7 separate regions of the Mus musculus genome follow, and regions 1, 2, 3, 4, 5 and 6 are each linked to region 7. The links are chromatin contacts, called in public HiChIP or PLAC-seq, Micro-C, capture Hi-C and promoter capture Hi-C maps. All regions are on one chromosome and are shown on one strand. The core of a region is the stretch at or near the end of the contact, and the rest is flanking DNA. Distances in the headings are between cores, read along the strand shown.

Region 1 (3,222 bases), core at 155-2,654, 600 kb after region 7:
CCTGGTCTACAGAGGAAGTTCCAGGACAGCCAGGACTACACAGAGAAAGCCTGTCTAGGAAAAACAAAATAAAAATAAAAACAAGAAATGTGTCTACAGAGCAAGCTGGAGGGCAACCTGGGATACATGAGACTCTAAAAAAGATAAGTTTAGGGCTAGAGAGATGGCTCAGCGGGTAAGAGCACTGACTGCCCTTCCGAAGGTCCTGAGTTCAAATCCTAGCCACCACATGGTAGCTCACAACCATCCGTAATGAGATCTAACACCCTCTTCTGGAGTGTCTAAAGACAGCTACAGCGTACTTACATATAATAATAAATCTTAAAAAAAAAAAAAGAAAACAAGTTCAGGGCTGGAAAGATGACTCAATAGTTTAGACTGCATATTGCTTTCTGAGAACCTGAATTTGGTTTCCCGGCTCACATGTGGCGCCCTCTTCTGGACCCTTTAGGCACCTACACATACATGCACATACCCAACACATACACAAAAGTAAAAAAATAAGTCTTAAAAAAAAAGAAAATCTCTACTTCCCAATAATTGGAAGAGTTCCTGGGTGACATCAAGGACAGAAGCATTCAGTCATATCAGGCAGTGACAGGCAGGACAGTGGATTTAACGTCTAGATCTGGCATCACCGATGTCTGAGGAATGAGGAATAAGGATTGAGATATTCTGATGTGTCTTCCCCAGTACGCGTGCTTACACACACACACACACACACACACACACAGTCTCCAGCCCCAATCCACCTCTGTCTCTTTGGGTTCTGGGGGCAGCCCAGGTCCACAGGCTGACCAGCCTCCCCAATCACCTCCGGAAGTGAGACAGCATATTCGTCCCAGGGACCAGAACGGGAAGGGCGGCCATTTGGCCAGGCTGGTTTCCTGTGGGGTTTCCCCTACAAAGAGCCCAAGGCTGCAGCCAAGGCCACTCCCATCCTCACACACACCAGAGGTCTGTGTCTGGCGTGGAGGGGGCATTACCACGCAGGTGTCCAGGAGCTGGGACACCCTGTACTGACTCTTAGTCTCACAGGGAGACTCAAAGGGACAGAAGTCCTGGAGCTGGAGGGCTTGAGAAACAGGGCGGGGGGCCTTGGGCTGTGGTATCCCAGTCAGTTAAATTAGCACACACAGCCTTCAAGCCCTCGGCATCCCTGGAGGACCCACAGTGAACCCCAAGAAAGAACCAGGGCAGAGGCCCTCCGGTCGTCCCCAACCCTGATCCTCAAATACTTTCCACTCTCGCGAAGCAGCGAGGATCGGAAAATACCAAGGGCTGCAGTCTCCGCCCAGCTCCGCCCCCGCCCCAGCCACCAGCGCTCGCTAATGGCCCACTCTTCCCAGGAGCTGGGCGGCTGGGTTGGGGCCAACCCGACCTGCGGCACAGATGCCTGCCCTCCACGTCCGTCCCCACGCAGGAACCAGACAACCCGCCCGGGTTGGGGGGCAGGGCATAGGCAAGTGGGTGGGCCTAGTGCCTAGCCGCGAGTGGAGGGGGCGCAGGAAGGGGTGAGGGAGGGCTGAATCACTTGGTATAAATAGGCAAAGACGACAGCCACGTCCCACCCTCGCTGCCCGCCAGCCACACAGTCCAACAACCAGATCCCCCACTCTATTCCTTAACATTCTGTTTGCGGTGCTGGGTTCCCCTCAAGCCAATCAGTGCTCCCAGGGTGAAGTTCATCCCAGGTCCTGGCCTGGCCTGGGACTGGAGATAGGAGCGCTGACCTCCATCACCCACTGTCTTCTGGAAGGCTTGGCTCACTCCCTTAACTCCGCAAAACTTCCAGGAACCAGCCAGGCATTGTGAGGCGTCTCTGTCAGTCTACCATTCAGGAGGCTGAGCCAGGAGGACTGCCATGTGTTCAAGACCGCGGTAGGCTATGAAATGAGACTGTGTCTCGACCCCCAAAGTTGACTGTGGGTAGAGAGTGCTTGGCTATTTTGCTGGAAGCATGGAGTCAGCAGGTCCCATCTTAAAGCAGAAACCCTTCATCATGGTGCACACAAGTAAGCCTAGCATTCAGGAGGTGGAGGCCTAAGGACCAGTTCAAGGACATCCTGGACTACTTATCCAGTTCCAGGCCAGCATGGACTACATTACATTAGATCATGCCTCAAAAACTTTTATTAATAGATCGATAATTATTATTATTCCCAGGCCCAAAGCTTAGGGTTCCAGAGCCCCAAATGTACACAGGAGACAAAAGGGAGGTATCACCGGGCATCCCAGATTTGCTCCCCCGAGTCCCTCAAGGCCCATGTGCCCATCCTGCCACCCAGCCCTGCTCTGCCCAGGGCCACAGCTCAGTAGCCACACCCAGGGTGGCGCCAGTTCTAGCTCCAGCAGCCTGAGGCAAGGCGCCGCTCGAGTGTGACTCAGCCATGCCCGGCATGATGCTGTCCTTCCCTACCCAAGAATTCTCACGCCCACGCCACCACCCTCAATCCTTCCCCATGGCCAGCTAGGAAGACACACCTCCATGTCCACTGAGGACATTCAACACAGGATATGAGGAGACCTCAGCACCCTATGGGAGACTAGAGAGTGTGCTCTGTTCCACTGCATCTCCAAAAGTTCCCATTCACAGATGGAAAAACTGAGGCGGCAGAGACAATCCCAGGAATGTCTACACTCTCTCCATAAAGACAAGGCCGCCTGAGCTGGAGTTGGTGGCCCATGCCCATAACCCTAGCACTTGAGAGTTGCAGGAAAGAGAATGCGGAGCTCAAGTCCGCCGTTAGTTTCATGGCAAGTTTGAGGCTAGCCCAGACTACAAGAAACCCTGTCTCTGTCAACTAAACAGGAGACAAAGATGTAGCTCAAAGAGTGGAGTGCTCGCCTGGCATGCCCAGGGCCGGAGTTCAATCACCAGGACTGTGGAAGCCAGGGATGGTGCAGTACTCAGGTGCGGAGACAGGAGGATCAGAAATTTGAGGCTAGCCTGGGTTACAACAGACTCAGAAAACAAAAGTAACTAGCCCGATGCTGCTATGGGAACAGGGTAGGTATGGTGCTGTATCTTGTCATGCCAGCACTCAGGAAGCTGAGGCAGGAGTGTCACAGCGAGTCCTATGCCAACCTCAGCCACATCAGCTCTAAGTTGGCCTGTGCTCCACTGAACCCCTCCTGGTCTCACACAGGCCTGTTGCAGGGAAGTGCAGAAGGACAGGGCTAGCTGGGGCCTGCTGGGAACATCTGCCCTCCACTTACAAC
Region 2 (3,151 bases), core at 474-2,973, 760 kb after region 7:
AGAGACCATTCCTGGTGAAATGGTAGACCCAGTGGGTGAGACCTTGCAGAATTCTTTAACGGGGCAGACTGTTTAGTGTGGCTGGAGCAGCAGGAGGCCAATCAGGAGAGTGCAGCTCCTTAGAGGCGAGACAAAAGAGGCGACACAGTGGGCTTGGGAGACTGTGATTAGAATCCCAACACTCTGGGAAGCTGAGGCAGGATGGTCATGAACTCAAGGACAGCCTAAGACCCTGTCTCAAAAAAAAAAAAATCGCAAAACCAAAAAACGGAGTGGAGGAGGAGGAAGAAGATGATGATGAAAGAGAGATGTGTGGGTGGTGAATGATGGACAGACAGATGGATGCATGCGCAGGTTAGGAGTGTGCCTGCCTCAAAACAGTAGCTCTATGGCTAAATGGCTGTGTCCTCACACAAGCCTGATGAGGAGCCAGGGTCCCAATTAGTGAATAGTAAGTAGGTGGCAACAGCAGCAAACTCAGTAGCTGTCACTGAGAGGCTGGAAGAAGTGAATTCGGTAAAGCAAACAAGACGGTCAATAAATGATCAGTGTTCACTTGAGTGCTCCTCATGTATCCCATAGTATTGTGCTTTTGCGGGCATCCAGTCTGATACTCCTGACAAAGCCAAAAAAAAAAAAAGTAGAAGTTATTATTATCTCCCCTCCCCCTCCCCTGCTTTGTGGAAAAGAAAACTGAGCCTAGGAGGGAGACGGAAGTAATGTCATTTACTATTCTGATTTAGGGAGCCTAGCTCCCAAATGCATATTTTCATCTACGCCGTCCACATTAAATAAAGAATCGCATGAACTCAGTGACAGGAAAGTCCAGCTTAGCACTGAAACTGACAACAGAGCCAGCATTTGAACCCTCGAGGGGATGAAATCAAACTCAGAACCGCAACCTTGATCCTCCAGACTGGAGATGTAAGTGGGCTAAGCCCTGATTCTTCCTCTTTGCTTTTGCAGGGGACTTCTTCGCTGATGGAGAAGCCAATACAGACCACCTGGCCAGCGAGCTGGATGAAGCGGTGGGCTCCAGCGAGTGGCTGGCCCTAACCAAATCCCCCCAGGCTTTCTACGGTGGTCGAGCCAGCTGGCAAGGGTCACCTGGAGTGGTTCGGGGCAGCAGAGATGTGTTGGCTGGCCTTTCCAGCAGTTGCTGCGAGTGGGGCTGTAGCAAGAGCCAAATTAGCAGCTTGTGCTAGGATCAGGGTTGAGCAATGGAGAAGCGGGCCGTGCCTGCAAGCTGCTGTCAGCTGTGCGATGTTCAAGAGCATTCCTACAGGCGAGGCACCAAGGGGTCCACTGTCTCCTTACAGACCCTCTGCCAAGATGCATACACTACTTGCCAACCTTTCCCCACCTTGCTGCCGGCCCCTCCTCTATCCAGCCAAACAGAAACTTGTTTTTCATGGCTGAGTTCTTCCGTGCCACAACCTCACCCCCAGCAGCCCAGCAGCAACCAGATGCCCATCTTCTTAAACTGGCTACACTAGAGTCTGCCCCACCTCCACCCTCAGTCCGGCCCTAATTGTCGCCACTGTCCCTGGCTAACCTCCCCCCCACCCCAAAACAGAGCCCCTGGTCCTCAGTACTCAGACTTCCTCACCACATAAAATAAAGGTTCAGTTCTGAGCATTTGCACGCGTGCGTATCATTGCTGGGGGTGGGCGGATTTGGGGACTTCCCGCCAGGGGCGGGGTGGCTTCCTTCCCGCAGGCTGTAAGCCCCAAGCCTGGTGGTGTCACTTGTCCCTGGGAGCCATGAACCGGCTCCGGGTTGCACGCCTCACGCCGTTGGAGCTTCTGCTGTCGCTGATGTCGCTGCTGCTCGGGACGCGGCCCCACGGTGAGCAGCTTCGTGAGTGGCTGGCTCGGGGTCACAGTTGTAGGGCATCGGGAACTGGGCGACAACAGGATGTAGCAGGTCGGAAAGGGGCCCGGGACTCCCTCTGCGCCATCCCAGCACGTGCCAGGCCCTGCGCTCCGGTACTGCACTACCACTGTACCAGAGGATGGACGCATCCACAGTCCAGCAAGTTCAGGCCCCGGGGAACTTGACCACGGTCCTCTCGGCTCTCTGCGCCCCTGCAGGCAGTCCAGGTCCACTGCAGTGCTACAGCGTCGGTCCCCTGGGAATCCTGAACTGCTCCTGGGAACCTTTGGGCGACCTGGAGACTCCACCTGTGCTGTATCACCAGAGTCAGAAATAGTGAGTACCCTGGAGTGGTCTAGGGGAAACTGAGGACGGAAAGTGGTCACTCAGATTTCAAGCGAATTTTGTTAAGAGGATCACCGCCCGCCCCTCAGTCCGGCTACTGAGAATTCGGTCCACACTCTCACAACCCTCAGGCTAGCCCACTCATTCCCTTATGGCATAACTCAGGTCTGACCACTTTCCCTCTCTCAACCCCCACCCCCACCCCCACAGTAATGACGGCACAGGCCTGCCATGATTGATTCTGCCCATCAGCACGGTAGGCACATGGCAAAGAAAAACTGCTGAGCACTAGAAAGCAGGTTAATATCGTTGTTGTACGACATCGGGCAGGTAACTTGAATTTCTGAGTTCACTCTAAGCAGCATGGTGACACACACCTGCAAACACAGCTCTTGGAAGATGGAGGCAAGAAAATCAGGAGTTCAAGAGCGACCTCAGCTTCACAACAAGTTTGAGATCAGCGTGGGCTGTAAGAAACTGTCTCAAAAAAAAAAAAAAGTCAGTGTAGCGCTTGTAATCACAACAACAATAGCTGGTTCTGGTATGGTTTGGGGTTCAGGGTCCAGGGGAGAGTGTATCTGGAAACTTCATTTCAATTGCGCTAAGTAAAGGACAAAGAAAAAGCACCTTGGGAGGAGCCCCGGGGAACAGCATGTTTTCTGAGACAGGGTCTTACCCTGTGAAGCTGGCCTCTAACAATCCTGCTTTCGTCTCCTGTGTGCTGGGATGACAGCTGTGAACTGTCGGGTGTAAACTGTCAGTCACCCGGCCCACTGTTGAGTTCTTTCAGAAAGTAGGTGTACTGCATACATTTTAAAGAAGAACAGAGAGGTTAAGTCACTCTCCTCAGGTCACGGTGTTGACTTAAGAGCAAGGGATTCAGACCCCAAGCAGAGCAGGGTGAGGCATGAAGTTGGTGCAGGGCTGGAAG
Region 3 (3,401 bases), core at 550-3,049, 800 kb after region 7:
GAAAAGCAGAGGGCAGTCAGGCTAGGGATCACAGCTCCCTGCTCAGCACTGCCCCAATCCAGAGGGGGCCTTACCTGATCCCCCTTCTTTATTCACAGCTGTCATCGGGAACACCTGCCGTGTGCAGCTGCCAGGTGCTGGTCCCCGTCCTTCATCCTGGCCCTGGTAGGGTCCACAGGGCGACCACTCCTTGACCCTCTCCTTAGCACTCTGAGGGCCCCGCTCTCCATTAATCTGATGGTGCTGAGCACCTGCGGGGCGGTCACTCTCGGGCACTTCTGAGCCCTCAGATACATTGTCCTCCTCCTCCTCCTCCTCGTCTTCATCCTCATCTTCCTCTTCTTTCTCAAACACCCGTTCTTCTCCACCTCTCTGGGGCCAGAGAAAGAAGCAGGCAGAGTTAGAGCTCTTCTAGTCCCAGATGAAATCCAGTGTCCGACGCCACCTTTGACAACAACACGGAGTAACTTTTACGCTGTGCTGTCGTTTCCGTGCCAGGTTCTGGGTTAATAAAGCCCTCAATAGCCAAGTCTTACTAAACTCGTTCAACTACCCCCAGGGGTCGCTACTGTCAGCAATCCACGTTTACAGCCGAGGAAACTGAGGCTCCCGCAGATCAGATCACTGACCAAGACCACCGCGTTCGGAGTCCACGGGGACCGTGGGCGAATCCCGGCCACCTGACGTCCCGCTCCCTCCCGGGACTCTGGTCCCCGCCAACTTCGCCCGCACCTGCCCGGTGCGCTCACCTTGCTCCGCGCCGCGCGTGCGCTAGCGGCCGGCGGCGCCCGTCCCGGCCTGTCTCCGCGGGGTAGCGCGAGCGCTCCCAGGCGGGTGCGCTCCAGACGGCCTCGCGCCGCTTCCTCTTCCAGCAGCCCCTGCACGCGGCCGCGAGTGAGGCGGCCGCTGGCGCCGCCACTGCCCCCGAGGTAGCGCACGACTTCCCGCAGGCTCACGGGCCGCGCCGGGCCGCCCGCCCGCGCCGCGCCCCCCTCCGGCGGCGGCTGTGGCTGCGGCGGTGGCGGCTGCTGCTGCTGTGGCGGCGCCGGCGGCTCCCGGGCGGCGACGGCGGGCGGCGGTGCACGGCGCGGGCCGGCTGGGGGCGCCGCGGCCGGGGGCGCGGCGGGCGCTGGTGGCGGCGCGGCCAGGGGCGCGGCCCGCTGCGCCCGGGGACCCGGCTGCGCGGGGCCGGGAGAAGGGGGCGCTGTGGCGGCGGCCGCGCGGGGCGCCCGGGTCGGGGCGGCGACGGGCGCGGGCGGCGGGGCGGGCGTGGGCGGCGGCGCGGCGGGGCCCCCGCGGGGGACGCGCGGCGGGGCGGGTGGGGTGGCTCCGCGGCGGGGCGGCTGGACGCGCGCCGCGTTGCGGTACGAGATGCTCCCCTTGTAGCTGACCCGGAGCACGGCGCGCTGCTGGATCAGTTTCTCGAGCTCCGCGCGCGTGCGCTCCGGCTCCGGGCCGTGCCGCCGCCGCACCATCCGGCAGATGCGCTCCAGGTCCGGCCGCGCCTTGCGCGAGCGCAGCGAGTCGATGGTGTCCAGAATCCACTCTTGGTAGTGCGGGGAAGCGGCGGACGACGAGGCGGCGGCCGCCGTGGTGGCGGCCGCCGCCGTCTCCGGCGGGGGTAGGGCCGGGGGCCCCGCCATGCCTCCCGCCCGGCCCGGCTGCACGGTGCGCGCTGCCTCCCTCCCAGCGCGGCGCCCCCTCCCCGCTCCCCTCCCTCCGCCGCTGCCCGCCTCCTCCGCCTCCCCCCGGGGGGCGCAGCGCCTCGGCGGAGCGGCGGCGGCGCTGCTGTTTCTTCGCAAAAAAAAAAAAAAAAAAAAAAAAAAAAAAGCGAGAGAGAGGAGAGCGCGCGAGAGAGACAGAAAAAAAAATAGTGAGAGAGAAAGAAAAGAGGAAAAAAATATGCACACACTCACTCACTCGCACGCACGCACACAACAGCCCCGCTTCTGCTGGGCGCGCGCGGGGCCGGGGATGCGAGGAGGGAGGAGGGGAGCGCGGCGCGGCCGGCCCCTCCCCGCCGCCGCCGCACGCGCGCCCTGCGCCCGGGACACTCCGGCCCCCCTTCCTGCTCGCCCTCCCCCGCTGCCCGCCTTCCTCGCTCCCTCCCACCCCCACGCGCCCGCTTTTAAGGTGGAGCCCGGGCCCCCGCCCGCCCCGTGTACCCGTCGCTCTAGCTCACTCCGGCTCGCTCCGGCCCCCCCTTACAACTCCCGCGCGCTTTTTAAGGAGGCGCCGCGGAGTTGGCGCCGGAGCGGGGGCGGGGAGCGCGGCGGGCGGGGGAGGGGGAGGGGAGCCCAGGGGGGAGGGGACAGGGGCGGGCGGGGCGCGCGGGCGGCGTTCGGCCGCCCTCCAGCCATTGGGCGCGGGACCCAGACGTCCTCGGCGCCCAGCCCCCTCTCCACGCCTCTCCGCGCTCAGCGCTCTCGGGACCGCACTTACCGGGAACTAGCCGCGCCGCGGCCGGACGCGCCTCGCTCCTGGGAAGCCGCGGAGACCTCACCAGCGGCCCTGCCGCGCCTACATGAGGGCTTGGGGGCGCGCGGGGCTCCCCTTTTCTCCTACCCTGCTAATCCTGCTGCTGTTTGGCCGAACCGGTCCGAGTGGCCCTCTCCAGTGCCCTCTCTGTCCCGGACTAGACCGAAGTAGGGGTGGGAGCAGATTTGAGGGCCCCGAACTCAGGGTCAAAGGACAGTTTGCCCACCCCACCCCTCCTTTCTCTGGCCAGGCGGAGGAAGTACAGGAATTCCAGCCAAACCTGGTTTCTCCAAGGTCCCGAGGCCGGGGTCTCCAGAACCTGGACATTGAGGTTCGAAATTCCCTTTCCAACACCCCAAGGGTGTGATCGAAGTCGGGAAAACCAGCGACACTTTTATTTTAAAACAAAACTTTATTGGTAATAGTTTTCAAATATGTTTACAACAGCACACTGTTCAAGAGGAAGTCTCATCCTTCGAAGCACACAGGTTGAACGACCCCCTCGTCCACCCGGGGCCCCCACCCAGGCCTGAGAGCTCCTCCTTTTTGGGAGAAGTTACGAGAGGGATAAACACAGGGATAAATGGGGTAATTTCCCCAGCAGCTCCCCACCTTTCTATTGAGAGAAAAAGCACAATCAGACTTGGGGTTGCAGTGAGTGGGGACGCACGGCAAGAGGTGATGGACAGCTGACAGCTAAGCTAGAAGCGAGGCGCCCAGGATGGGGGAGGCTTCTTAAGGGGGCTGATGCACAGGACAATTGGCATGAGACCACTGGAAAGGGGGGCCGGGAGGCTAGCAGCTCAGGGCGAGATTCCAAGCCCAGTTCCTTCCTTGACAGGGTCAGTTGGCTACCCGGGTCTCATCAGAATGGATTTAGGGAGTGAGGAGGGTGTTTGGGGAGGGTGGGACAGTTTGGAGGG
Region 4 (3,047 bases), core at 90-2,589, 830 kb after region 7:
TCTGGGTGAGCCCTCGGTATGCACAGAATCCATCTGTCTTAAGCAAACCAAATCATTAGCTGTCACCTATTGCTGGATGGCGTTACCCCAATGCGCGCAATTCTTCTGACCATCCCCATTCAGTGGAATGAGCCTTTGCTATTCATTTCATCCGCAGTTTCAAACCAGCCCCAGGGGCTGGGTGAACGACAGAACCGCAGTTGTGAAACGACCATTTATTGAGGGGCCTTCTAAGGAACCCAGACCTCAGGGTAGGCCAGGAGGGTGCTCTGCCGCTTTACCTCACCCGCAACCCAAGAAAAAGGACAGACGTAATGGCTCTGAGCAAGACCAGCTCCAACTTGGATAAGGAAGCGCAGAAGCAGCTCTCTAGGTTCATAAACAGTCTGCCACCCCAGCCAGGGCCAGACGAATGCACGGAGGAGGTGGAGTGACAGGATGAGAGGGGCAGAGGGACCCAGAAAGATCTTGTCCCCCATGCCAAGTGACACAGAAGGGAAAAACAATGCAGGAGGTGGCCCCGGGAAATGCTCATGGGGGTGGGGGTGGCTTGGAGGTGGGAGCTGTGATGAGGTGAATCGGGCAGGGGTAGGAGAAAGATGGCGGGGGCTGGAGGGGGAGGGGTGTGGTCACCAAGTGGCCAAGGTCCCTGCAGCGTGGACCCCACAGCACTCCCGAAACTGGCAGGAGCCTGGATCAGGGTCAGGCATTGGGGCGCTGTGTGGGAAAGGTAAGTGACGAAGTGGGAGGGGGTATAGAATCTGGAGAAAGGGACTAGGAGAAGAGGGGTTGGTGTGGTGACAGGGCCTCATCTGGGGCCCCGGCGGTCATACATGCAATGGTTGGCAGTGACAGCTGGGTGGGGGGGCACGGCCTTTGCAGTGGGGGATGGTAGGCCATGGGCACCAGGCCCTACTGGGGGCAAAGTATCTCTGCGGTGATCCGACCCCAACGTGAACAGGCAGCAGGCAGGGGTGCAGGCAGACAAGATTGGGGGGGCATATGGGGGAGGGGCCATGCAGTGATGGGCATTGCGCGGGCAGGCCGCACGCAGTGAAGATCAGGGTGACGGCCGGGCACTCACCGCTCTCCTGCTCGCTGCCCTTCTTGGCGGCGGCGGCGTTGCCCATCGCGGCGGCGTCGCGGCCGGGGCCAGTCCCGGAGCTGCGACGCGGCGGGTGCTAAGGTGGCCGGCGGCCCCGGAGCGCGCTGGGCAGCGGAGGCGGCGGCCCCTGGGGCTGGCTGCGCTGGCTGCGGCGCCACGACCCCCGCCCAGCCCCTGCTTCCCGCGTCTCTCTGCGCCCGCCCGCGGGGGAGCCTCAGCCCAAGTCCTCTGTCCGTGACGCCCCCGCAGCCCACCGCCCATTGGTTCAGGCCTCCCTGACTGACAGCCCTACGCCGCTGTCCATTGGCCCTCCGGAACCCTCCCGCGCCACCATAGGCTCCTGGATGAGTGACGCGAGTTGCAGACTCTCCGCCACTCACGGGCTCGTGAGGCCGCAGTCGGGCGGGCGAACGCACGTGATTGGCCGAGAAGCCCGAGAGGGCTTGGGGCTGCCCCTGCGAAGCCGTCGATTGGCGGAGACAGGCGGCCCCGGCTAGTGTCAGTCCCGGGGTGAGAGGGCGGGGCAGCGGCTCAGGCTGCGGCCCGGGCAGCGGGCGGGGCGGAGGCTGCGGCGGCTGGAGGGTGGCTGGGTGGCAGGCGCTGCGAGGTGCGGGAGGCGGCCCGGCGGACGCCCGTGCGGCAATGTGCGCGCTGCAGTCTCCCGCCCCTGCCCAGTGCGGCAGCGGCCACGGGCCAGAGGTTGACGCCACGGCGGGCCGGCGCAGCGGCTGTCCACCTGCCAGGGGGGGAGGGGCGGGCTGGCGCCGAGGGTCAAGGGTCGCCGGGCGCCGTTCGGTGTCATTCATAAGGAGGCCCGACACTGGGCAGCCGTGACCCAACTAGCTCGGGGTCCGCTTTGGTTTGCTCGCGACACAACTGGAGCTGCAAGGGGATGTTGGACCCAGAACTGAGGGCGTGCTGGGAGGAGACTCAGAGTATCTACACTCTTTGCTAAGGCTCAACCCTAGGCCCCTGAAAAGTAGTAACTACGGACGCCAGCCAAGTGCATTACTTCTTGTACCTTGCACGTTGGGCCTGCCATACTCCCATTTTATGGAGGCTCGGTCAGGCTAGTTCCTTGCTCTTAACTAATCTCCATTGCCTAGACATGACCAACATAACCTGCCCCTTTTGGGCAGGAAGAGAGCCGTTCTCCTTCCTTCTGGATGCTCATCTTTAAATTTTGTTTTTATGCAATGCTGGGGATTGAACACGATGCATACTCCCTGCGAAGTAAGCATTGTACCACTGAACTAGAACCTCACTCGGTGTTCTTTCAAGTCTGCACTGTCAGAACGTGGTCAGTTTCCCACCTTGCCACTGACACCAGGGGCCTGAGCACTCTGCTGGAGGGTCTCCTGCACACTAGGTTGATATCAGAACCCCACCCTCACACTCTGGATGCTGGTACTCTTCCATCTGTCTGCTGCCTGGGACAACACAAACATCTCCAGATACTGCTAAATGTACTCTTGGAAACAAATTATCCCTACCCTCACCAGAGCTCTGTAATAGAGGGTGGCCAGGGTGGACGGTGCTGGGTGGACGGTGCTGAGTGGACGATGAGCTACCTCTCCTGGACTCCAAAGGGTAGTTGACTCTGAGGTACATATACCTATAGACTCACTGCTCAACAATGCACAACCAGCTTCTAAGCCAATAACTATATGTACTCCTGCTACTAGGTCAGCTGCAGTCCCCGAGGGGGAAAGTACCCTGCCAGAAAGTACGGTTCCTCTGGATTATGCGAGTTGGCTGAACAGACAAATACTCCATCTCTGATTTGGGGAGTTTTGCCACAGCTAAGTGAAATTATCTAAATTGTGGCTCTGTGTGTCCTTGGGTCACAATGTTGCTCTATGCCTGTGGGTCAAGGTCAGAGTGAGAAAAAAATCACTGGCCGCCATCTATTGAACAGCTGGCATACTTAAGCTTGGACAAA
Region 5 (3,394 bases), core at 186-2,685, 560 kb after region 7:
TGTTATTGAGACAGGGTCCCGCCGGGGATGTAAGATTCCCTTGGAGTTGGAGTCACAGCGATCATGTGCCATGTAGGTTCCAGGAATCAAACTCAAGTCTTCTGGGATCCATTGACCGGTGCTCTTAACCTCTGAGCCATCTCTCCAGTTCCTCCATTGTGTTCTTCCCCCTACAAAAGAGCCCCACTTGAGCAGCCCTGTTTCAAGGGTTCACAGGCTACTTATGAGTGACTGTTAGTTGCCACGGTGGGGAGGGGTCTGTCCAAAAGCAACCAGTGGGCTAGTCGGCTTCTGTGGACCAGGTTGGGTTTTTCCTGCTTTGAGGATCCTAAACACTAAATGGGATCACAGCTATGTTGGCAGGTTTTAGTCTGAACTGCTACTGTACGCTGGGCGCTGTTCCACGTGCTGACTTGTCTCCCCATGGACGTACACTTGATCCTTGGAGCTCAGAGTTCAGAGAGACATTTAACAACCCCCCTACCCTGGTATCTCAAAGAGCTCTAAAGGATGAGGCAAGAGGATCTCCAATCAGACTAACCAGGGTTACATAATGAGAGAAGGGGGGGGGGGGTTCAGAGGTAGTGCAGGGTGGTGGGCCATCTAATCCTGGACTAGATGAATAAATGATGCTGGAGAGGCCGCGACGGTAGGAAAACGCAAGGTTCTCTTAGGTCATGGGGGTGGGGTGTGGAAAAATGACGAAGATGGTGAGTGGCTTCCGCACTGTGGAAAATATAAGCTGAGTCAGGGGGAAAAAACGATTCGAAGTGGGGGATTTGACATGCATTAAGTCCAATCTAATGAAACTAACACTCTCATGGGTCGAAATGGGCAATTTCATGTTCATTCCACAGACGTAGAAAGGATTGGGGTGTCTTAGCTCGCAGCTCAAGAGGAACTCGTAAAGTTAACAGCCCACAGCGAGCGCATTGCTAGGAAGGACTGTGCTGGCCCGGGTCGGCTCTTAGAGCATCCAAACTGTACCAGTGGCCCAGAGAGGTTATTGAGTTTCTAGGGTCATTACAGCTCAGAGAGAGTCAACCCCGGCCGGGAGGCGGCCGGAAGCGACCCTCCGTAAACAAAGCCGTGTGTAGGCGCAGCCCCAGCCGCCAGGCTAGAGGGCCGGCCCAAAGGGGCGGAGAAGGAATGTTGTGAATGAACGTGAGACCTCCCCGAAACTCCTCACAAGGCCAAGCCGTGGGGTTCCCTCATTTTGATTGGCTCATACCGCCCCGTGATGGACAGCGACTCTTCTTGCGACCTCTTATTGGATGGCACAGAAAAGACGGACGTGGAGATTGTCGAATGAACAGCGGCATCTTGGAGGCGGGTCTTTGAGGACAGCCAATAGAAAGGGAGAAATAGGGCGGTGGGGGCGGGGCCTCGTCTGAGGAGGCAGCGGCTGCTAAGACGGCTTCATTGTTGTGAAGAGTCTTAAAGGGGCCGCGTCGTCCGGCCGGCTCGGCCGGATGGAGCCCCCGGCGGCCAAGCGCAGCCGGGGCTGCCCCGCGGGGGACGAGCCCGGGACCGGGGCCCGTCGCAGTCGCCCCGAGCCGTTGTTGGACCTTAGCGCCAAGCGGGTGGCCGAGAGCTGGGCCTTCGAGCAGGTAAGGCCCCGGCCTGCCCCAGGCCTCACACCTCGCCCCCTCCCCAGCAGCCAGCCCCCCACACCGCCACCCCGGGCCCCGCACCCCGAGCCTCTCTGCCCGCGACCCTCCGGGTCTCTATTCTGACCTCTTTTCTTCCTCAAGAGACACACCAGCCCAGAGACCCACACTGCCCCACTCCTGCCGTAGGGTTTCCCTGTCCCACCCTCCAGGAAGAAGACCCCCGTCTCTGCAGGGCCTATACATGACACCCCTGTATCCCTTTGCTCCAGCCTCCAGAGCCCACCAGTCCTCTCCAGATCCCCGACTGTGGGACAAGAGGCAGGGTCACTGAGGGAAGGGCTCTGTGCCCCTCCTCCCCCCTTCCCCCTCCCTCCAGCTATTCCAGAGCCAAGATTGGGATACAGAGGCAGAGAGGCTCCTGGAACCCCTACTCTGTGACTTGTGGAGTGGTGTCCCGAGAAAAAATTCCCCTCTCTCTGTCTAAGGGTCCCCCAAGAAGATGGGAAGGGTCCGAGGCTCCTCTCAGTCCCATACAGCTGTCTTTCAGTCTGACTTTGAGTGTTCTTGGCCTCACAACTCTTCCTGAGTTAGGATGGATGGGTTTGGACTGACCGTGGACTGAGCAGGCTCTGATTCATGACCGGAAAATCCCTCCTTAGTCATCTGCCAACTGTCAGGAGCCGAATCACTGACTCCCCCTTCTCTCGTAGAAACCTTGGGTAGGGCCTCCGTGCTGTTCACCCTATGTGACATGCACAGAAGAACCGTAAAACTGTCTTCAGGACTCTCACAGATCTGCCTTGGCCCAGCCAGGTGCTAAGAGAACTCTGGGCAGGTTCTGGAGCCCTTGTGGAGTTGTTCTCACTTTGAGGAAACTGGGGCACAGAGACGTTGAGAAACTTGCCCAAGGTCACCCAGCCAGTCACTAGCCAACTCAGATTGGAACACAGCCTCGAATGCTGGCTCCATTCCTTGGAGTCTACAGGGGATGGCAGGTCAGCCCTTCCCTCCTAGAGAAGGGGCTTTTTTTTTTTTCCTCAGGGGAGGAACAGGGGAAGAAATACCCAGGGTGGAACTGATGTTGGGAGTCTGAACAATTTGGTTTAGGGATCCTGAAGAGCTGACTTCATCTCTGATGTAGTAATGCTGACCCCTTCAGGTTCTCAAGCTGTCATGCCAGCTTCCTCAGGCTCGTTCTGAGGCTGTGACACTGACCCAGTGCTATGGTTTCAGCATCTTGTGTCCCTGTGAAGATGCCATCTCCATAAGGGGCTGAGCAGAGGGAAGGCTAGGAACCCACGTCCTCGGTCTTTCTCACACGTGTATCTAACTTCTTCTTGTCCTGCACAAAGCCTGGGCTGAGGAGGGTTTTACCCCAGACCCCTGCGACCTGCCAGTAAGAGCTTCTAGAATGTTAACTATGAGCCAGGCACTGTTGTAAATAAATATGATTGTATTGGAACCTATTTTGTTCCTGGGAGTTTCATTGTATCATCCAAGCTGGTGTTGAACTAGTTGACACAAGTATAGCCTCCCAAGTTGTTGGGACTTCAAGGTGTACCACCATTCGTGGCTCACTTATATATATTTTATCTTCCCAATCTCCATAGGATGGTTGATTGTCACATTGCTATTTTATACTTGAGAAGACAGACTCAGAGAAGTCAGGTGCTGTTTATAAGCAGCAAGATTGTGCTGCTTATAAACAGCAAAGCCAGGATTCAATCCCAGGTTTCTAACCCACCAGCACTCCCCACAGGTGGAGGAAAGGTTCTCCCGGG
Region 6 (3,121 bases), core at 577-3,076, 650 kb after region 7:
CATTTACAAAGCATCAGAACACCTGGGCTTGGTGCCGCAGGCCTATCATCCCAACACTTGGAAAGCTGAGACAGGAAGATCATAAGCTCAAAGCCAGCCTGGGCTACATGATGTCTTAGTTAGGATTTCTATTGTTGGAATAAAAACTATAAAAACCATAAAACTATGAACAAAAGCAAGTCAAGGGAGAAAGGGTTTATTCCACTTACACTTTTATATCATAGTCCATCACCAGAGAAAGTCAGGAGAGGAACCTCAGGAACTCACAAAGGATATGAAGGAATGCTGTTTACGGGCTTTTGCTCACAGCTAACTGCTTTCTTATGTAATTTAGGACTACCTGCCTCCAGGCAGCACACCCACGAGCTGGACCCACCTACATCAATCATTAATCAAGAAAACACACTACACTCTTGGCTACAGGCAAATCTTTTGGAGGCATTTTCCCAATTGAGAGTCCCTTTTCCCAAATGACTTGGGTCAAACTGACATAAAACTAGTCGGCCCACATGGCAAGAATCCCCTCCTCCATCTCAAAAACATCATAAAAAGTTTAAAAAGGTCACCTTGGGTCTGAGATGTAGTTTCATGGTAGAGTGTTTTATCATGCAGGAAGCTCCATGTTCCATTCCTAGTACCTCAAATAAATATTTTAAAAGCCGATTTGAGGCCAGGTTGTGGTGAATCATACTTTTAATCCCAGCACTCTGGAAGCAGAGGCAGGTTTGTCTCTGAGTTTGAGGCCTGATCTACAGAGTTAGTTCTAGGACAGACAGCCAGGGATATACATAAACTCTGCCTGGAAATAAATTAAAAATAAAAATAAAATAAAAAGCCAATTTGAATAAACCAAATACCTGAGTTCCGCTGTTTCTTCTTATTCATTTTATCTTTCCCTGAGAAATCTGAAAACAACAAACAAACTCTCCAGCTGTTGCCAGCACTGTATGTCCCCATCTGTACCCTGTCTCCCTCCTCCACTGGGCCCATCTGGCAGCCTGATGAGGGGAGTCAGCTGGTCTTCAGCAGGACACTGGGTGGGGCGACAGGTCATAGCCACCTTGGACCATGGCCAGGTAGCCATTCACACCCTTTCCCTGTGTGAAGGAACGATCTCGTCCTCTTCACGGTATCTGCTGGAGTCTCTGGGTTGGAGACAACTACGTTTCTCCCCCACCCACACCCAAAGCTTAATTATCTGGGACATGGGGTACTTGGAAGCTTCAGAGAGGTCTCTGGAGACCCACCAAAGTCACACAAGACTTTAGGAGGGCTACCCCGCGTCAGGAGTGGCTTCCGGCCAATGTCTTCAGACTGTGGGACCCATGGCAAGCCAGAACCAACCTGGGCCACAGCAGTAATGGAAGTTGCTCTGTCCTTAGTCGGGACGAGGTCAACCTGGATCTGATGGGGAATAGGTCGCCTAGGTCACTGGCGTAACGTTCTGAGAAAATACCCACATAGGCAGTCACGGGGACCGCGTGGCAAACTGGCGGTGGGAGACAGGAAGGCCTGAGGCCTGACACTGTGGACTCGGCTCCTGAAGACCTGCGCCACAGACGGGAGAGCAGGAGCATCCACACCCACACCCACACCCGCACCCACTCCACCACAAAGCCTAACAGAACGATGTGCGGCGGTGTGGAGCCACAGACGTCACACTGCCGCGCCCTCACACCTGCAGCTCTCTCTCTTTTTCCCGCCCGTGAGGCCACGCCCCACGCACGCGTAGTACCGACTACACACCTTACGCATGCTCCGCCTTCTCTCTGCCCTACTTTATGCTAGGCGCATGCGCCTCCACGCTCTGACTGCCGGGAATTGTAGTTTAACTAGAGAGCCCACGAATCCAGCCGCCGCGCTCCTGAAGGCCAAGGCGGAAGCTGGGCGGCCCAAACTCGAGAATCCCGGGGGGCCGGGCGCGGAGGAGGGACTCAGGGCTCAGGAACAGCGCGAGCTCTGAGACTCGACTTCGGTGAAGAGGCAAGGCAAGGCAAAGGTGCAGGGGCTGGTAGTCCGGGCTTCGAGCCTGGAAGATGCACAAGAGGAATGGACCCCAGGCACCCCCGGGCCGAGGTGCTGTCACTGCCCGCCAGGTGAGTGTGTGCCCCTCTACCCACCGAGGGGTACCTGCCCACCCTTCCTCAGAGTCTCTCTCCACCCTTCCTCACACTCGCGGGGAGTGCCCCACCCCCAGAAAAGCCTGATCCTCGCCACCAGGTGAACCCTGGTCTCCGCCCCGCCCCCGAGGTGAGGTGTATGGCCTACTGGGTTGGGCCATCCAGCTTCTAGCTTCACACCCCAGATTCAGGGAACACCTGTTGCTGCAGCACTTCCAACCGGGAAGGGAAAGCAATCAGACCGGCTTTTCAGGCCTTTGCATTAACTGGGTCAGGCCACACTCTACACCCATTGTACAGATGAGGACACTAAGGATAAGGGAGGCGCAGAGATCTATCTAGTCAAGGTCACAAGGATGAAGCACCTGGCCAGACAGAAATGTCAGTCCAGAGGTGTACAGGAAAACCTACAAGACTGTGGCCCAGAGCCATACTCCCAGATTCAGGGCCTGTGGGAGTTTGATTTGTCCCATCTTTGAACCAGGGATCCCAGGGCTCTGTGCTCAGGTTCCCCCTGACCTAGGTACATTTGACTGAATGTATTTGTAGTTTGGAGCCTCAGTTTTTCCACCTGTGGAATGGAAGCCTAGAAGAGTCCTTAAAGGGCAGTTATAAAGACTTACTGAGACTATTTATGGAAAAATGCTAGAACAGAGGGAGTGTGGCCGCTGGATTCTTGGGCTCTCTGTGACTAATGGCTTCACTCAATAGGTGAAGCCATGCATAACTGCTAAGATTTGGCCAATTTGGACCTATAGAAAGGGTAATTTCATGTAACTCATCATATTTTGTTGGTCACTAGCCAAAGCAGAAGGGCAGGTCTATAAAAAAGACCCAGTTCTTCAACTTTGCCCCCACTGTTGTCATAGTCATCGTGGCTTTTATTTATTTATTTTTCTCCTTGCCATGCTGGGATGGAACCCAGCTTTGCACATACTAGGGTTAGGGTTAGCACTTTAATGATGAGTGCACCTTCCAGTCCCACACTGGTGCGTTCTCTG
Region 7 (3,126 bases), core at 500-2,999:
TATGTTCCCCGTGCTTTGCAGAGGGAGGTGGAAGCACCTTTGCTGACTCATAGATACCTCCATGAGTACAGCCACACCCACGCCACTACTCAGAATATACTGAACACACACACACACACACACACACACACACACACACACACACACACACACACACAAAACTGGCCTTGCTCATACCCACACCAGACACCCCAGGCGCATCGCCTGCCCCCCATCTCAGAGGTTTGGGACGAGGGGCATAGCATTCAGGGACATTTATGCATACACATCCTTGTACCTCCTAGCCCCTACATACTCACTCACGCACACCTGGGCTCCTATACCACCCTGCCAGACAATGCATTGCTGAGAATTGCCACAGCTTCTTGGCTGGGGGGTGGGGGTGGGGACTGACAAGGTGCTGGCTGCACCTAGCAATAGGAGGGAGCTCTACCTTGGTGGGATCTGCCTGGGGACTGGGGCACAGTCTTCCCATCAACCTAGAGTCACCCAACAGTTCTCTATGTCCTACTTCAGAGTTTCCAGTACCCCCTTCCCAGCTTCTTTCTTCCCTCCCTCTCTGTGAAGACTTTTCCTTTCTCTCTCTGTTGCGAGAGAGAGAGAGAGAGAGAGAGAGAGAGAGAGAGAGAGAGAGAGAGAGAGAGAGAGAGAGTGAGAGAGAGAGAGAGAGAGAGAGTGTGTGTGTGTGTGTGTGTGTGTGTGTGTGTTTTGAAACAGGGTCTCAGTACACAGGTCAAGCCAGCCTCAAACTATGTAGCTCAGGCTGGTCTACAGCTCAGTTATAATTTTTCTCTTGGAGCTTCTGAGTGCAGGGATTGCAGACAGATGCCATATGCCAACCCACCCCACCTCATTCCCATCTGCAGTGGAAATGGGGAATCCTGGGCCTGCAATGGGCTGGAGCATCACCACAATACAAATAATGTTCCTAAGTCCCAGGACATGTGCAAAGCTATGGGAGACATATGAAGGGTAAGGGTGGTGTGTGTGTGTGTGTGCGCGCGCATGCATGCGTGTTATACTTGAGAGAGTTTTTACAGAACCTGCCAGCTGTTTTGCTATCAGGATTGTAGATCAGTGTGCCCTAGGTCTGGGGTATATCTGGCCAACTCAATGTATAACGTGTGTGTGTGTGTGTGTGTGTGTGTGTGTGTATGTACAGTGATACTTTGTGTCCTTTGTATGGGGGCTCCCATGTGTCAGTGTCACCATGTCTGGGTTGCCATAGCTGTCTTCCAAGATATTTTGGCGTGGCTGTGTGTTGGTGTGTCATTGTGTATCCAGAGTGTGACAAGGTATATATGGTTGTGTGATCGTGTGTGTCAATATTCTGCAGGAACATGTGTGGCACGTGCATGTATGTTAGTGTGGCTCTCCGCATCTGTCTGCATTGGGACGACATGTGACAGTAGGTGGTGTGTGGCTCTTGCTCGTGTCTGTGCCCGGTGTGCACCGCCGTCTGCTGCGACTCCATGAGGAATAGGCCCTGCGTTCCTTCGTGACATTTGTGCCCGTCCAAGCCCTGCTGCGTGTCAGCGTGTGTCGGCGCCCGAACGCCGGCCAGCACGTGTCGGGGCGGCCGCGTCGGTGTGCGTCCCCGCGTGTATGTGTGTGTGCGTGTGTGCGTGTGTGCATGTGTGTGCGCGCCGGCCGCGCTCACCCGCCCCGCCCGCCCCTCCCCGCGCCCCTCCTCCCGCCCGCGCCGCCCGCCCGCTCCCTCTCCCCGGAGTGCGCCGCTTCCAAACTTTGTCTAAACTTTCACTTTCACAGCGCGGCGGCGGCGGCGGCGGCGGCGGTGGCGGGCGAGGGCGAGCGGCCGAGCGGCGGCGGCATGGAGTAGACGCGCGGCGGCGGCGGCGGCGGCGGCGGACGCGAGAGGCAGCGGCGAGCGCGGCGGCGGCCCGGAGCCCGCGGGGCCGAGCCTGTGAGCGCGGAGCGGCGGCGGGCCGAGCGGGGCCGCGGGCCGGGCGGGCGCCGCGCGGCAGAGGCCGGAGCAGCGGAGCCGGAGCCCGAGCGCCAGCCAGCGCGACGCCGCCTGCCGGGCCTGCCCTCGCCGCGGCCGGCCTCCGCGCTCGCGCCCGGGCGCCCAGCGATGTACTCCCCGTACTGCCTCACCCAGGTACCGGCCGCCGCCCCCGCGCCCCGGGAGGGCCGGGCCGGGGTCCCGCAGGCGCGCGGGCAGCGGGCGGGGCGCGGGGGCGCTGCCCCGGGGCGCGCGGCAGGAGTGCGTGGAGAGGGGGCGAGGGGCGAACGCGCGCGGCGGGGTGCGGCGGACAGCGGACCCCTGCTGCTGCGCGGCGACGCGGCGTGGTGGCAGGCGCGGGCGGGCAGGGTGACACGGCGGCAGGAGGCAGAGTGGCCCCGGGGCGCGGGGGAGCACGGGCGGGCGGCGTTCCGTGCGCGCGGCGCGGCGCGGCCGCCCCGGGGTGGCAGTGGCGGGCGTGTGGGCAGCGGCTCTGCGTGCGGCTGGGGTGCCCCGGGCGGCCCGAGCGGCCCGGGCGTCTCCCCAAAGTCTTTGTTCAGGCCTCGCATGGGAGCGGGGCTGAGAAAATGGCGGGGCTCCCAAATTTCGGAGGGGCAGGGGAGGGGAGGGAGGGACGGGCGTGCTGCCAGCCCGGGCCGCGCCTCTCTGCGGATCCTGGACGTTTGCAGACGCGGCTCCCCGGCCCCAAACTTTCCTCCGTGCAAACTTTCCGGTCTCGAAGACCAGGACCGCCGCTGCGTGAACCTGGAAGTGCCCCGGGGAATCCCGGTCCGCTACCCGCAGGCGGGAAGGGCGGGAGCGGCGGCGGCCACCGCAGGTCGACCCTGTTGGGATCAGCCGTCGGGTCAGCCTCGGGCACAGCAGCGCCGACCTTGGCGTGCTTCGGGAGCGCGAGCGCGAGAACGCGTCCCGCCTCCAGCGAAGTTCCCTGCGCTATGGTGTAGCGGAGGCTCAGGCCTGGAGCGTGCCTGATCTGCCACCCCACTCTTTTTAGCCGTGACTCCAAGCTCTGAGAGGGCACCAGCCAGACCAACCCAGATCTAGAGGGGCCCTCACAGCTCTATCTGCAGGACCAGGCCAGGGCAGATGACAGATTTCGGCAGGCAGAGGGAATTTGTGGAGGTTGTCTAGCCTTGCCTGCT

What was found. Promoter capture Hi-C pulls out the DNA fragments that hold promoters and counts their contacts. A called contact is a pair of places that touch in the nucleus more often than the background predicts. HiChIP or PLAC-seq counts read pairs in DNA pulled down with a chosen protein or histone mark. Capture Hi-C pulls out chosen DNA fragments and counts their contacts.
Region 1: a contact with region 7 is called in an HNF4G HiChIP or PLAC-seq map of pancreatic cancer cells. The contact joins the enhancer-like site here to the promoter of Nfix in region 7. A contact is called at or near these places in 5 of 39 promoter capture datasets (the C10 cell line, the HPC-7 cell line, cranial neural crest and 2 more), 1 of 484 Hi-C or Micro-C datasets (the N1E-115 cell line) and 6 of 115 datasets of contacts at active chromatin or transcription factors (astrocytes, embryonic stem cells, large pre-B cells and 3 more).
Region 2: a promoter capture Hi-C map of second pharyngeal arch cranial neural crest shows a contact between it and region 7. The contact joins the promoter of Il27ra here to the promoter of Nfix in region 7. A contact is called at or near these places in 10 of 39 promoter capture datasets (the C10 cell line, cranial neural crest, embryonic stem cells and 7 more) and 1 of 115 datasets of contacts at active chromatin or transcription factors (craniofacial prominence).
Region 3: a contact with region 7 is called in a Micro-C map of embryonic stem cells, with 6 times the contacts expected there. The contact joins the promoter of Samd1 here to the promoter of Nfix in region 7. A contact is called at or near these places in 1 of 39 promoter capture datasets (cranial neural crest), 1 of 15 datasets of contacts at CTCF or cohesin (large pre-B cells), 2 of 484 Hi-C or Micro-C datasets (both in embryonic stem cells) and 1 of 115 datasets of contacts at active chromatin or transcription factors (embryonic forebrain).
Region 4: a promoter capture Hi-C map of the HPC-7 cell line shows a contact between it and region 7. The contact joins the promoter of Prkaca here to the promoter of Nfix in region 7. A contact is called at or near these places in 5 of 39 promoter capture datasets (the HPC-7 cell line, cranial neural crest, embryonic stem cells and 2 more) and 1 of 115 datasets of contacts at active chromatin or transcription factors (pancreatic cancer cells).
Region 5: a contact with region 7 is called in a capture Hi-C map of macrophages, with 4 times the contacts expected there. The contact joins the promoter of Zswim4 here to the promoter of Nfix in region 7. A contact is called at or near these places in 1 of 39 promoter capture datasets (embryonic stem cells), 1 of 115 datasets of contacts at active chromatin or transcription factors (astrocytes) and 1 of 9 other capture datasets (macrophages).
Region 6: a promoter capture Hi-C map of liver shows a contact between it and region 7. The contact joins the promoter of Cc2d1a here to the promoter of Nfix in region 7. A contact is called at or near these places in 5 of 39 promoter capture datasets (cranial neural crest, frontonasal cranial neural crest, liver and 2 more).

Annotation. Positions count from the first base shown.
Region 1 is chr8:84,201,838-84,205,059 of GRCm38.p6, reverse strand. No RefSeq gene overlaps it. Among named protein-coding and RNA genes, the nearest start is that of Mir23a, 5.1 kb to the left of the region's middle. Within about 2 kb of position 1,404, at least 381 of the 459 cell types and tissues checked have an H3K27ac peak or open chromatin away from gene starts, as enhancers often do. A contact at or near this core is called in the HPC-7 cell line, the N1E-115 cell line, astrocytes and 4 more, where this site is marked.
Region 2 is chr8:84,041,147-84,044,297 of GRCm38.p6, reverse strand. It overlaps Il27ra (interleukin 27 receptor, alpha), which reads left to right and starts at 1,723. Exons shown (of 14, transcript NM_016671.3): 1 at 1,723-1,848; 2 at 2,094-2,211. The coding sequence starts at 1,764. Rln3 (relaxin 3) reads left to right here. Exons shown (of 2, transcript NM_173184.1): 2 at 967-1,231. The coding sequence ends at 1,205.
Region 3 is chr8:83,995,914-83,999,314 of GRCm38.p6, reverse strand. It overlaps Samd1 (sterile alpha motif domain containing 1), which reads right to left and starts at 1,799. Exons shown (of 5, transcript NM_001081415.2): 1 at 750-1,799; 2 at 75-372. The coding sequence starts at 1,643. It overlaps Prkaca (protein kinase, cAMP dependent, catalytic, alpha), which reads right to left. Exons shown (of 10, transcript NM_008854.5): 10 at 2,871-3,401.
Region 4 is chr8:83,971,270-83,974,316 of GRCm38.p6, reverse strand. It overlaps Prkaca (protein kinase, cAMP dependent, catalytic, alpha), which reads right to left and starts at 1,339. Exons shown (of 10, transcript NM_008854.5): 1 at 1,085-1,339. The coding sequence starts at 1,130.
Region 5 is chr8:84,235,083-84,238,476 of GRCm38.p6, reverse strand. Zswim4 (zinc finger SWIM-type containing 4) reads left to right here and starts at 1,435. Exons shown (of 14, transcript NM_172503.3): 1 at 1,435-1,610; 2 at 3,373-3,394. The coding sequence starts at 1,473.
Region 6 is chr8:84,146,622-84,149,742 of GRCm38.p6, reverse strand. Cc2d1a (coiled-coil and C2 domain containing 1A) reads left to right here and starts at 1,826. Exons shown (of 29, transcript NM_145970.2): 1 at 1,826-2,096. The coding sequence starts at 2,037. It overlaps 4930432K21Rik (RIKEN cDNA 4930432K21 gene), which reads right to left and starts at 1,705. Exons shown (of 9, transcript NM_029045.2): 1 at 1,345-1,705; 2 at 858-905. The coding sequence starts at 885.
Region 7 is chr8:84,798,991-84,802,116 of GRCm38.p6, reverse strand. It overlaps Nfix (nuclear factor I/X), which reads left to right and starts at 1,749. Exons shown (of 11, transcript NM_001371053.1): 1 at 1,749-2,119. The coding sequence starts at 2,093.